Regions from separate parts of the Mus musculus genome. Here all the other regions are linked to region 3. A link is a contact called in public HiChIP or PLAC-seq data. All regions are on one chromosome and are shown on one strand. Each heading gives the region's core, a stretch centred on a gene start, on an enhancer-like site or on the middle of the called end of the contact. The rest is flanking DNA. Distances are from core to core; before and after follow the strand shown.

Region 1 (4,389 bases), core at 1,881-4,380, 490 kb before region 3:
TGCCTGGTAAATTTGGTTCAAATGTAAATGATCCTCCAAATGCTTCCTGGCTTGCTCAGGCGGATGAAGCTTTCTCTGATTCTGAGACACTTTGCCTTTTAGTCACAGGAGCAAGCAGGAGCACCTGAGTCCCCCTTTAAATCAGCCATGTCAGCCCCACATAGTTTTAACATGATTTGTACCAAGTATTTACTGAATCAAATGGAGCTACAATAGCTATAGGGAGGCTCAGGATACGGATGATGCTAACATTGGTTCTTCCACTTATATACTATGTCATTAAGAAGAAGTACCAACACTGTCAAGGAAACCACTATCAGAAATCAAGTACTGCCTTTAAAAATACATGAAGTGAGCTTCATCCTGTCAGAAGGGTGTGGCTTTGAATTGTACCAGTTCTGGTAAATGACAAAGAGTAAACTCACAGCAGTATGCAGGATGGCTTTGACTTTTTTTTTTTTTTTAAATTTTAGCCATTTGTGAACACACTGTGTGGGTGAGACATCACTTGCCTAATCATTAACACTAAAGTGAGCTTAGTTCAGTGCAATCAGGGAGCCATCACACTGCCTTTAGATAATGGTTTCTGAAAGACAATACAGACTCTAGGCTGGCTTCCTTTTCTCTTTCCCTCCTTTCCATCGATAGCATGTCTAGATGACAAAGGCTCATCAGGTGTGAGTGTTTAACTGTTAAGTGCTTACCTACCTAATGAGCCTTAATGATCATTTGTGTTTGGGGTTGGACCAGGAATGCAAAATATGAGTCAAAGCCAGCAACAGAGTCCCTAACTTCTCTACTGGAAAACCTCAAGTCTGTATTAGTGTTTAAATTGGAACTGACAGCAACCTATAGGCGAGACTCAACTTCTGGAGTCAGAGAAGGAACTCAAAACCACCTCCCTGGTGCTCCACCAGGGACCAGGCCCAAATATCACCTTGAGTGCACCTGGGCAAATTCAGAGTCTGACACCAGGCTCTCTCATGACCTCTGCCAATAATCAGTCAAAATCTTTCCAGATCTGGAGCCTACTCCACATACTGGGCCCATGCCCAGAATAGCAAGTGACTCCAACCAGTAGGAAAGTCTACCCAGGTGCCAGGGAGACTTCACATCTGACTGACACATGGGTTCTGAATTTTCTCTTCTCACAGCTTGAGGTCATGCAGAGGCAGCATGTCGGGGTGTAACGTTCAATTCGTGAATACACAGCTTAGGAGACTTGGTTTAAATCAAATTATAATTACAGCACCAGCCAGGAAAACAAGGCATGATTTTTTTCTCTGAATATTTTTCTTACCTTGCATATGACCTTAAATATATGTTGGGCATCATAAGAACACCATAAGAACATAAGAACATCATAAGTCTTGGTGTTGTAAATTCTAAATTTATAACAGTTCACTTCTTGTTGTAAAATTAACAGTGCAACCATATCAGTAAGTTAAATACCAATTCAACAATTTGTATTTGTTGAGTAAAGCATGTAATACTATATTGGAAAAAGCCAAGTCTCCTTCTTTGAAGTTATTTTGATAATTCTAGCATTCTGTGGAGTGTTCCTATGTTTGAATGACTATCACTTTTGTGCTGCCTCAAATGTCCTGTTGCTGAGAATATACATACAAACACACACACACACACACACACACACACACACACACACACACACACACACACACCCCTTTAAAGCAGCCCAGCTACGTTGGGTAAATGACTAAATTAATGTGAGATGCTGACTACCACCACAAAATAAAGGTCCAGAAAAAGCAATCACTGTGGATGTTAGAGGAAAATACCAGTTTCTGGTAACACCAGGAGGTTTCAAAATGGACCCGAACAATTTCTTGTTAACAAACTCCCTGACTTCCCCAGGTAAGTTACTGCTGCAGGGACCAAGTAAACTGACAGTTCTCTTTCTCCTCTCAACCTCGCTGAAGACACCCACTGAGCAGATATGAAATACTAGCTCCATTTGGAAACACAGAATCCTACAGAGCAGGAAATAAGTATGAGTAATGAACTCATCTGAATAGTGGCTGGGGGGACGGAGTGTGAAGGTGACAGCTAAGTGCCAACAACTAAGACACTTGGAAGGACAGTGAGCAGAGAGGAGATTTTAGAGAAGGTTCCCTAAAATGACACCTAATAGTCATACACCAAATACCATAAAGAAAAATTAATCAAATGCAAAATACAAGGGAAAGAACCCACAATGACTCTTCAAAATGACTGGAATGAAGGGGTGTCTGCTTCACTCATTGAGTTTTTTGGTGTTATACACACACAGCTGCAGACGGCTGTTACAAAGCCATTCATGAGCCCTCTTGGTTGGTGATGCTATATGTGTGTGTCCTTCATGTCCAAACTGAGACTTGATAATCTCAGAGTGCAGTAGGTTGTTACAAATGTACTTTAGGCTGATACCCAGAGGAACTTACAGAGACTGTTACAGCAGGCATGAGACCTGCACAGGTTCCAACCAGACACAAGCCCAGGGCAGAGAGTAAGTAGACATAGAGTATCACCTCCAACCAAGAAGCACTTTCTGATGGATGCCTGCTGGGAGAGGGACAGTAAGTGTTTTCCAATGGAGTGTCACTGGGTATAGCACCCACACTCCCAGGAAGGCCCCATGCCCAGGAGCAGTTAGCTAACAGGAAACAGACTCCATGACTTTTGGGTGTGATTTTTTTTTTTGTCTTACTCATTTTGTTTTGATCTTAATTTTTTTGTATTATCTCCCGCCCTCTTCTGAGACAGAGAAGGGGAGGGGGTTGTTGGTGGGGAGGGCCAGGGAGGAGAGAGTTGGGGAAGGCAAAAGAATATGATCAAAATATATTGTATGAAAAAAATTAAAAAAAAAACATTAGCCAAGGTTCATATGTAGCTCAAAGCAACTGTTGTCTAGTGAACACACAAGCAATACTCTTTGCAACACTAATGATGCCATAGGAAAGTGCTGAACTACGATGCCTGTGGGAAGCAGAGCAGGTGACCCACAGCCTGGATGCTCACTCTCAGCCACCATCAGAGCTTGAGGAACTTCACAGAAAGCAAAGACCCCACCTCGCCCCAGAGGGTAACCTCAGCTGCAAACTCTGCTCTCTCCCCAGAGGCCTAAGGAACAGCCCAGTCTTCAAGGCTGGACATGCCAACTCTATTTTGTCTGAGTCACAGAATCGGTAGACAGTTTCATGGTATAATTATAACACGTAAGTCTGCCTTTTAAAATGAAAACCTATCTCCTTAAATTGAGCTGATGTGCAGGCTATGCATATCAGCACCGTGGCCATCCCAGCACACACAGAAGGCTCTGGCTGTAGGAAATGCAGTAACTCTGCTCTGTACTGTCCACGCAGAATACCTACAGGTATTTTAACTTGCCGCAGCAGTGACCCCCTTGAAGCTGCAGAACCCAGGTGGCCAGGCAGTGGTTAGCTTCCTGAACACTGCAGGCTGTGTCCTAAATCTCCATGCAGAGGCTGAGAAGGTTTACCTCCACGGTCACTTAGTTTCAAGCTCAAGCACAGCTTACAGAAGGAAAGACTGAAAATAGTTTATATCAAACCAGCACTACAGATTTGAAAGCCGGAGAAACTGTCCACTCAGTGTGATGACCAATTCCCATGTGTAATGCCTACATCTGGTTTAGCTTCTCCTAATATCCGAGTAGAAAAACACATTATCCCCCTTAGCTTTTATTGGATCAGGTAACTTTCTGTGGAGCTAGAACATAAGAGAATAAAATTCCATATGTAAGCATGATTATAGACTAAATAGCTAACTGTACCCCTAGAAGCAAGCTCCCTTAGTTGTCTTAAATGCCGAGGCAGAATCACAGCTCTAAGAAGAGTATGGGCCACAAAAGGCTTTTCAGCATACCCCAAAACACCTTGCAAGTGCATGACAGAGCTCATCCTGTGATGACTGCAAATATATTCTACATTGTCATTCCATGCAGGCATGTGCACACACATACCTCTGTGTGTGTGTGTGTATGTATGTATGTATGTATGTATGTATGCATGCGAATACACACACACACACACACACACACACACACATACATATATCAGAGTTTTGGGGATGGTATACTATTCAGCTTTATAAGAGAATAAAATCTCAACACACTACAATACAGATGAACCTTGAAAACCATGCACATCGAGCCCCTTTCTGAAGGTCAAACCCTATTTCTTGGAAGCAGAGAGGGAGTTGGGCACACTTCCATTAATATAAATAAAGATATAGGCAAGCCTATGAGATGAGCATTCACTTAGAACTCACACACAAACACACTCACTCTTAAGGCTGCTGAAACGTTAAGTCTTCAGCTCTCCATTAAAAACAAGCCCTGATTATAAGCCTTCAAATTATTTAAAGATG
Region 2 (3,872 bases), core at 609-3,108, 440 kb before region 3:
TTCATTTCTCCTCAAGCAAATGAGGTGGCCACCTAAGATCTCATTCAATTTCAAGCTTATTTAAAGACCTTTAAACAGGCTTATATTTTATGTATACCACCCTGCTTTCTAAGTATGTCCTATTGAATTAAAGCAGAAATATAAACAGTCACTAGGGACAGTCTGCACCCCAGTCCAGCCATAGGGTGCTCACTCTGGCGAGCTCTATTCACGACTCTCCTGTGTATCCTTACCTATTTGTAGATTACACTGGAGGCAGCTCTGACCTGAGTTTTTAATCTCTCATGTCACAGAATAACCGACTAGACCAATGACAAACTTGAGCTTCTCAGAATCCTGCCCATGTAGTGCTCTCCCTGTCAGATGGTCTCTTGCTAAGAGAAACTAAATCTATCTCTAGCTTTTAGGGATGCCTCCCTGGCTTCTGGTTTACTTAGCCACACCTACCTAACTCGAATGAAAAAGAATCAATACAGAAATCATTATCAACACTAAAACACATCTGCTTTACTTAGAAGTGGCTATCTGGAAAGGGCACTACTACTATATATGGACCTATGCTTGATATTTCCCCCCTCTGTGCTTCATGTCTCTAATATACTAAAACTAATAAGAGGAATCTGTCTGTCTGTCTGTCTGTCTGTCTGTCTTTCTCTCTCTCTCTTGGAGGGAACATCACAGATCACTTCTATAGTGATCTCTCTCTGCTACACAGATAGCCAAATGTTGGGAATTTGGTTCAGGAGAGTAAACAGGTTGAGATGGTTAACTATGATGAAGGTTTACTGTCAAAGTAAAAATGTAAAAGTTCAGTCAGTTTTCTTGTTTCTGGCCCCATTATACTTAATGGCAATGAAATAGATTCCAAGGAAACTCAGTCAAGCACACACATATTATCAGCTCAAAACCATAGTAAAGAACATGCTTACACATGTCCTTTTAAGAATATACTTTATACCCACCCACATGTTTTCAGAAGCAGTGAGGGTCCCAAGTGAGTCTTTATGCTTGTAAAAGTTTGTTCTTTATCATTTATTTATATGAGAACAGCTAAGAGGGAGGGAGGGAGGGAGGGAGGAAGAAGAGGAGGAGGAGGAAGAAGAGGAGGAGGAAGAAAAGAGGAGGAGGAGGAGGAGAGACAGAGAGAGAGACAGAGAGAGACAGAGAGAGACAGAGAGAGCTCGCTAGCTCACACGGGCGAGGGGGGAGGGGAGGCAAGAAAGCCTGTCCTAGTGCAACTCCATTGGTGGGTCCACACCATTTCCTCCATTGTAGGAGAGAAAGTAGGGCACAATTTCTGCAAGCATAAGTGATGCTTAGAGGAAAATTCAATCACGGAATGATGCCGAGCCTGATTATTCGACTGCACTTTAAAAGGCAGAGATTGCAGTCTGTAAGTCCAAAGTGGTTTCATATGGACTGCCACAGCTGCGGTTTACTCTTGAAACTCTAACCTGTCAAATTAGAAGCAGGCAAGGCCTCTGCTCTTAATGGTTCCCCTTTCTACTTGTACTGTCTGCAGTTATGTCTACAAGTCTATCATTTTTTATTCATTTCAACTATGCCATTTGACTGAGTGAAATATGGAAACTGCTGTCACCCTGGCAGAAGAAGGTTCTTAGGATGCTGTGGCTTAAAGAAACCGTCAACTTCGGGTTGCTGTACAGATAAGGCTGACTTCTGCTCGGCGTGTCCTCGACAAGCTTTGCTGATATTTCATTATCCTCATTAACACTGTACAGTGTATAATACAATAGCGGACAATGGTTCAGATGTGTGAGCATGGGGCTGTCCCTGCTCTGGAGTCTTAACTGACTTTACTGTTCCAACATTCTTCCAGCTCTCCTCTGCTATTTAGAGCCTGGCGTTTCAGCACCTTGACTCTCTTCCTCAACTGTGGGCTGACTTGTTTAGCAGAGATCTGCCTCAGTGAAACTGAAAAGTCAGGTGCTCAGATTTTACCTACAATGCTGTAGAGCCCTCCCTTACAGGCTCCCTCCACACACATCTCATGATATGAAATAGTAAAGACTAAGCACAAACACTTTTCTCCCCAAGCAACACCATAAGTGAAACCATGCCCTACAAAATCGTATCCTGTTGAGGACATAATGACATCAGAAATATATGCTTATCATCTGCTTTAGACAACTTAGCATATTTTTGGCCCATGGCGAAGTTGAAGTAAAACCATTTGTAGTTGCCTCAAAGCAAGATAACCACACTTTTCTAAGGTAATTGATACCTAAGAGACTACTGCCTTCACATCACAGTTCAGGATCTAGGCATGCTAATTCTTTAAAGAATGTTGTTAAAATTTACAATGCATAGATGTCAACTGGGCTCCTTCCAAAATTTAATGTGAAATAATTACCCAGTTTAGTATGCATAGAGACCACAGTGCAGTAGGCATTTAGAAACTCCCTTAGATTTCTGGAATTACCTCTTGCCCAATTTAAAGAGAGGGGAAACTGAGATTCCTTTTTGAATGTAAAAGTAGAATAGTTGCAGTAAAAACTAAGAACACTGCTGTGTATGTTGAAGGTGCTCAGGTGAAGTCAATCATTACTTTCATGTTTCCTAGAGTATATTGAAAGAAACAGTTATGTAAAGTATAGATCGCTAAAGTAAACACAAGACATACAATTTTTATATTCATTGTGAGAACATGTATAGGGAATGCAAATACGCCACTTGCGTTCTGTGACAGTGATATAAAGCACATAGCTTCCCTGGACAGCACCTTAGCCAGAGAGGCTAACCGCAGGCTGCCAACAGCAATCTGAAGGCAGCTCTTCACTGTGTGCAGAGACAAAAGCGCTAAGAATTACCTTTGCCCAGAGGCAACTGGATAATTTGGAACAACAAAAAGATTAAGTAAATATTTAATCTAAAGTGGTCTGAATGGAATAAGGTGCATCAGCAAATGTCAGATCCAGAGTAAGGAATGCCTGTCATTTCCAAAGAAGAAAACACAGAATGAAAATGTAAGATGTTTCTCAAACTTCCCAGGGCTTGCTCCCGAGCTTGCTGCAGACAAAGGCACTGCCACGGGCACTTAACCCACTACAAAACACAAGAACAAAACACACGCCCGTGCATACCTCCATTCTCTCCTGTTTGACATCATCAAGCTCGTTGTCTTCAAACATTGCCAGCAGCTCTCCTGTCTGGTCGATAGAGTTGATCAAGTCCTGAGCGATCTTCTGTCTCTTGTTTGTACCGCTGCTGCCACTCAGTTTTTCTTCATGAGGATTAGGAAGGAGACAAAGCACAACTGCACTGAGCAGGGTTCGTCAGCACAAACCAGCACTGCAAACACCGCATGTGACATTCACTCAGAGCCATCTTTACAGAGAACTCGTCTACAGAAAGCAGTCACCAATATCACAAAACAAAAAATAGCATCAAATCACTTATTAATTACCGTAGTAAGTGTGAAAGGGCTGACTGAATCCCTTAGGAAAGGAAGAGGGGCTCTCAGGTTTGGCTATAATACTGCTCCACAGTACTTACGAGAGAAATATAACACAAGCAGGAAAAAGAGGGGGCGCTGGGTAAATGCGAGCAAAGAAGGCAGATGTGACCAAAACTGCTACACAAGACAGCCTGAAATGTTATCTGATCAAAGAGGAAGACTAAGAGGGATATTCTTCTATAGACTAGAGATTACAAACAAATAAACAAACAAACAAAAACCCAAATACTACAGATGGAAACTTATTAAGAAATGTAATTAATAAAAGACACTTGAATGCATTTCTTTCGAACTTTGACAATTTATGGTAAGGCCATTAAAGTAAAAAGTACAAGGGCTTCGGCACCTATGTCAGCACGCACAGAATGAGGGTCTAACCTCCTAAGTCCTTTTC
Region 3 (3,942 bases), core at 1,059-3,558:
AGGGCTGAAATGAACAACAGAAGTCTGGTCTTTGGCCTTAAGACACTCCATTTGACAGACATGTGTTGTTTGACATGTGCTGTTTGAGGAAACTGACTCTTTAAGATCACAAAAAGCCATTTACTTCTGCTTACCCCCCACCCACCCCCAATATGGTCAGGGGAGAGCTGGAATCCTGTATAGAGAAACTAAGGTGCATCCTTGCTCCCCAACACAGTCACAAGAACTCTAATTTGAACTACAAATGTCTGCCTTGAGGGAGGGTGTGCACCCTACAAGGCAGGTGTCTTACTCTGCAGATGGGGAAACAGAGGAGGCGGGAAGCTGGGTGGGGGGTGTGGGGAGACTTGACCATAAAGCAAGGAAGCCTGGAGCTGAGAGTCCCAGTCATTCCGGGCCCTGCTTAGTCTCAGCCCACAGCTGAGCCTGAATCCCAAGTCTCCTAGCCTCTGACCTACATAGGGTTGCTCTCTACCCAGACATGAAGTAGGGTTTAAGACACAAAATCACAACAGTGTCGTAATTGGAAGGGGCTTGGGTACAGACTACGGAACACTTAGCGCTCCATTTAAGGGAGCTCCTGCATTTCAGCCTTGGGGAACCAGCAAGGAAGCAGATTACTGCTCTGGGAAAGTCTGAAACAGAGGGCACAAGGGAGCAAGCAATGTGGCTGGACCTCCTGTGTGGCTACCCTAGTGCTTAGCAACACATGTGCTAACTTTCTAGAAAGTTCTTTTCTCTGTGGTGACTGGCCTCACACTTACAGGCTTTAAAACACACCCCCCGTCATTCAAATATTTTAGCAAATGTCCTGGCTTCCCTCCACTACCAAAATGAAAGTGAAGGTGAAGTCATTTAGGGGCCGCTAGAGGAGAGTTCTCACCCACCATGGCTGCCCATAGATCTAAATGTTTCACAGGAGACGCAATTAAACAGTAATGAGACCCCAATTCACCAAAGCATCGTATTTTCTGGTGCTTTTCATCACCCACTCTGCCCGGCAATTTAATGATGAGTTTAGGATATGATCTCTTCCCATAGGCACGGCTCCCACCTCTGCTATTTTTATTGTACTTGGGTCCTGGAATTTAGATGGCCTAAGTGTCTGAAAAGAGCATAGGCGAGGCTTTTCTAACCAAGCTACTAGTTGCTTTCTGCATAAACCTTGGCTTTGCTGTGACACAAAGCTGTTGGATAGAAGTCTTTAGGAAGGAGCCTGTCCATCATTTGATGGCAGTGCGCCTTCAAGATGGTCCCTGTGATATAACCCCAAGGAAGGACCCCAAATCCTGTGGGGCACAGCAGGTACTTCTTTGTTCTCTGTTTGCTCCAGAATAAATCCTGTCTTGTGTCATGAGGTACACATACCACCCCTCTCTCTGTGGGGTGTGTGTGTGTGTGTGTGTGTGTGTGTGTGTGTGTGTGTGTGTGTTAGTGTTATAGGCTAGAGGTTGACTTTGGGAGCCATTCTCAACTGCTCTGCCCCTCATTTTTATTCTTGAGATGGTGCCTCTCATTGAAATGGGGACTTATTTTGTGTGGCTGGGTGGCCAATGAGCCCTAGGGACCTGCCTAGCTCTGCATTCCTAGATCAGAGGCTCCTGATGCGTGTCACCATGCATGGCTTTTACATGACTTCTGGGGATCAGAAGTCAAGTCCCCATGAGCTTGCAGCAGACTCTTCATCAAATGAGCCCAGACTGTCCATCCTCCCAAGGTGCCTGGAGATTCCTGCAGGAGATACCATAGGTCTTGACTTAGATCTTTAGCTTTCTGGCAGACCCTTCTGAGCCCAACAGCCTTGGAACACACCTCTGCACCTCCCATCCCTTCTTCCCTTCTCAAAGTCCTTCCCTTGGGGCCCTTAAAGGCACCCTTCAGTTTATCTCCAGCTCACTGTAGGGCATCGCTGTGGGATCTGCATATCTCCCAAGTCTCATCTGTGGGATCTTTCGAGAGGCAATTCTTCCAAGGGTGAGTTTCAGGGGGAAGAAAGCTATGAGCTCTAGGGAAAGGAGCAGAGTGTCCTGTCTTTTCCTTGACACAGAGACCCCCCCAATGAATGCATGTATGTGCATATGTGTGGCTAAAAATCAGCCAGCAGCCTACTCATCCCATCTGCCTGTGAGGAATAACAATTCTGAAACAAGTCCCCCCTGGGAACACAGCATCTCACTTATCTGAGTAGAAAGATGAAGCTCCAGTATCTCTGAGGAGAGGGAGCCTGGCTTGGCTAATGGGATTGACAGCATCACTGCTATGCTGTCTAGGTTATTCAGCAGACATTTCCCATAATTGAACAATGGAATCTTCGCAAACAGAATGCCAGGCGGCAGGTCCTCTGTGACATCGAAATTCACTGTGAAGAAACTGAGATGTCATCTTAAAGTTGCACAGGTATTCTTTTAGGGTGTCCGCAAACAGCTCATTGAGAGATTTGGAGGATGGCTAGAGACAAAGGCAAGGAGAAAGCTGGTGCCCGAAGAAAGACCTGGGATTGAAAGATACTCTCAAAGTTGCAGGAAGCCGGGTCTCGAAAAATGGCTCAGGGATCAAGAGCACATACTGCTCCTATAGAGACCTGGAGTTCCCAGGAAACGTGTCAGGTTGCCCACAGCTGCCTGCATCTCTTGTATCCTGGAGTCTGACATCCTCTTCTGGATATCATGGGTACCTGCATTCATGCATATACCCACACACAGATACACATGTATAAACACATTTAAATATATTTATTTAACCATATGTGTGTGTGTGTGTGTGTGTGTGTAATTTTTAAAGAGAGGTGTAGAAACCAGAAGAGAGGGGAAATTAAAGAGAAGAACTCTGAGAATTGTACTTGTAAAGGGAAGGTAGGAAAGGGATACTGGAAATCTGCTCTCTGGCTAGTGAGTTCCGGGAAATGTTGTGTACAGAAGCTGAGGCTATGCCAATCAAGGCCTGTGACGTCACCTGCATCTATCAGTCAATCAAGGCCTGTGACGTCACCTGCATCTATCAATCAGTCTAGCCCCCACAGCCCGAGTGGATTTGCTTGATGTTGTTATATATGTTTTGGTGAACTGTCCTCTCCCGTATGAGAGACTATGTTAATCCTTCAAGTGTTTTCTCCATGGGAACACCTGATTTCCAGCAAGGAGCTGGGCACAGTAACACATGCCTGTAATTCCACTGTTGGAGGGGCTGAAGCAGATGGATTACTGTGGGTATAGAGGCTATGTTGGATAACAGTGTAGTGAGTTCTAGGTCAGCCTGGGTTATATAGAGTGAGACCTCATTTCATAAAAAATACTTATAGAGAAAAGAGTTTATACCAGTAAGAGTTTTTAAAATTCAGGTGCTTGTTAATTAATTGTTTAGTGTTTGTATGCACACACATTCGTGCGTGCAGGTGTGCAAGTGCGCTCATGTCTACTTGTGTAGAGGCTAGAAGAGGGCACCAGCTCCCACGAAGCAGGACTTATAGATGTTTGAAGGTGATTGGCTTGTTATGTGGGTGCTGGGATCTGAACCCTGGTCCCCACGATTAGACAGCAAGTACTCTTAACCACTGAGTTATCTCTCCAGCCCCTCTTTAAGTCTAGCTATAAAAGATATTTCTAACTTGCCTATCACTGTGAGGATAGAGTCTGTGTGTCATGCAGGTGGCTCTGAAGTTGGACAGTTTCGTGCATGCCAGCACAAAAGCATCCACGCTGAGCTTCCTCAAACAAACACTTCATAAAACAGAGACATTTCAGACACTGCGAAGAACAGCCAACACACGGCAAAGGATGCACAGTTTGGAGCCCGTGTAATGCCCGAGGTTGCTGCCTAATTTACTACTATCTGGCCTTTGCTACGCCCTCATTAATCTGTCAGTTGAATGAGCTCTAATTATGCATCTTGTAACCTCATATGCCATAGCACACTGTGTTTGAGGGGAGATAGATCTTCAAGATT

What was found. HiChIP or PLAC-seq counts read pairs in DNA pulled down with a chosen protein or histone mark.
Region 1: a contact with region 3 is called in an H3K27ac HiChIP or PLAC-seq map of T-cell acute lymphoblastic leukemia, with 6 times the contacts expected there. The contact joins the enhancer-like site here to the promoter of Runx2os3 in region 3. A contact is called at or near these places in 8 of 39 promoter capture datasets (the C10 cell line, cranial neural crest, embryonic stem cells and 5 more), 2 of 15 datasets of contacts at CTCF or cohesin (large pre-B cells and pro-B cells), 2 of 484 Hi-C or Micro-C datasets (bone marrow-derived macrophages and embryonic stem cells) and 1 of 115 datasets of contacts at active chromatin or transcription factors (T-cell acute lymphoblastic leukemia).
Region 2: a contact with region 3 is called in an H3K27ac HiChIP or PLAC-seq map of T-cell acute lymphoblastic leukemia, with 4 times the contacts expected there. The contact joins the enhancer-like site here to the promoter of Runx2os3 in region 3. A contact is called at or near these places in 6 of 39 promoter capture datasets (the HPC-7 cell line, cranial neural crest, hippocampal neurons and 3 more), 1 of 484 Hi-C or Micro-C datasets (bone marrow-derived macrophages) and 1 of 115 datasets of contacts at active chromatin or transcription factors (T-cell acute lymphoblastic leukemia).

What each region holds. Positions count from the first base shown.
Region 1 is chr17:45,048,857-45,053,245 of GRCm38.p6, reverse strand. All of the region lies in intron 11 of Supt3 (SPT3, SAGA and STAGA complex component), which reads right to left. Among named protein-coding and RNA genes, the nearest start is that of Gm35097, 96 kb to the left of the region's middle. Within about 2 kb of position 3,130, at least 2 of the 459 cell types and tissues checked have an H3K27ac peak or open chromatin away from gene starts, as enhancers often do.
Region 2 is chr17:45,002,462-45,006,333 of GRCm38.p6, reverse strand. Supt3 (SPT3, SAGA and STAGA complex component) reads right to left here. Exons shown (of 12, transcript NM_178652.3): 6 at 3,105-3,244. Among named protein-coding and RNA genes, the nearest start is that of Gm52304, 120 kb to the right of the region's middle. Within about 2 kb of position 1,858, at least 5 of the 459 cell types and tissues checked have an H3K27ac peak or open chromatin away from gene starts, as enhancers often do.
Region 3 is chr17:44,560,341-44,564,282 of GRCm38.p6, reverse strand. Runx2os3 (a long non-coding RNA gene) reads right to left here and starts at 2,308. Exons shown (of 2, transcript XR_876810.3): 1 at 2,177-2,308; 2 at 1,572-1,731. It also overlaps a transcript of Runx2 not described here.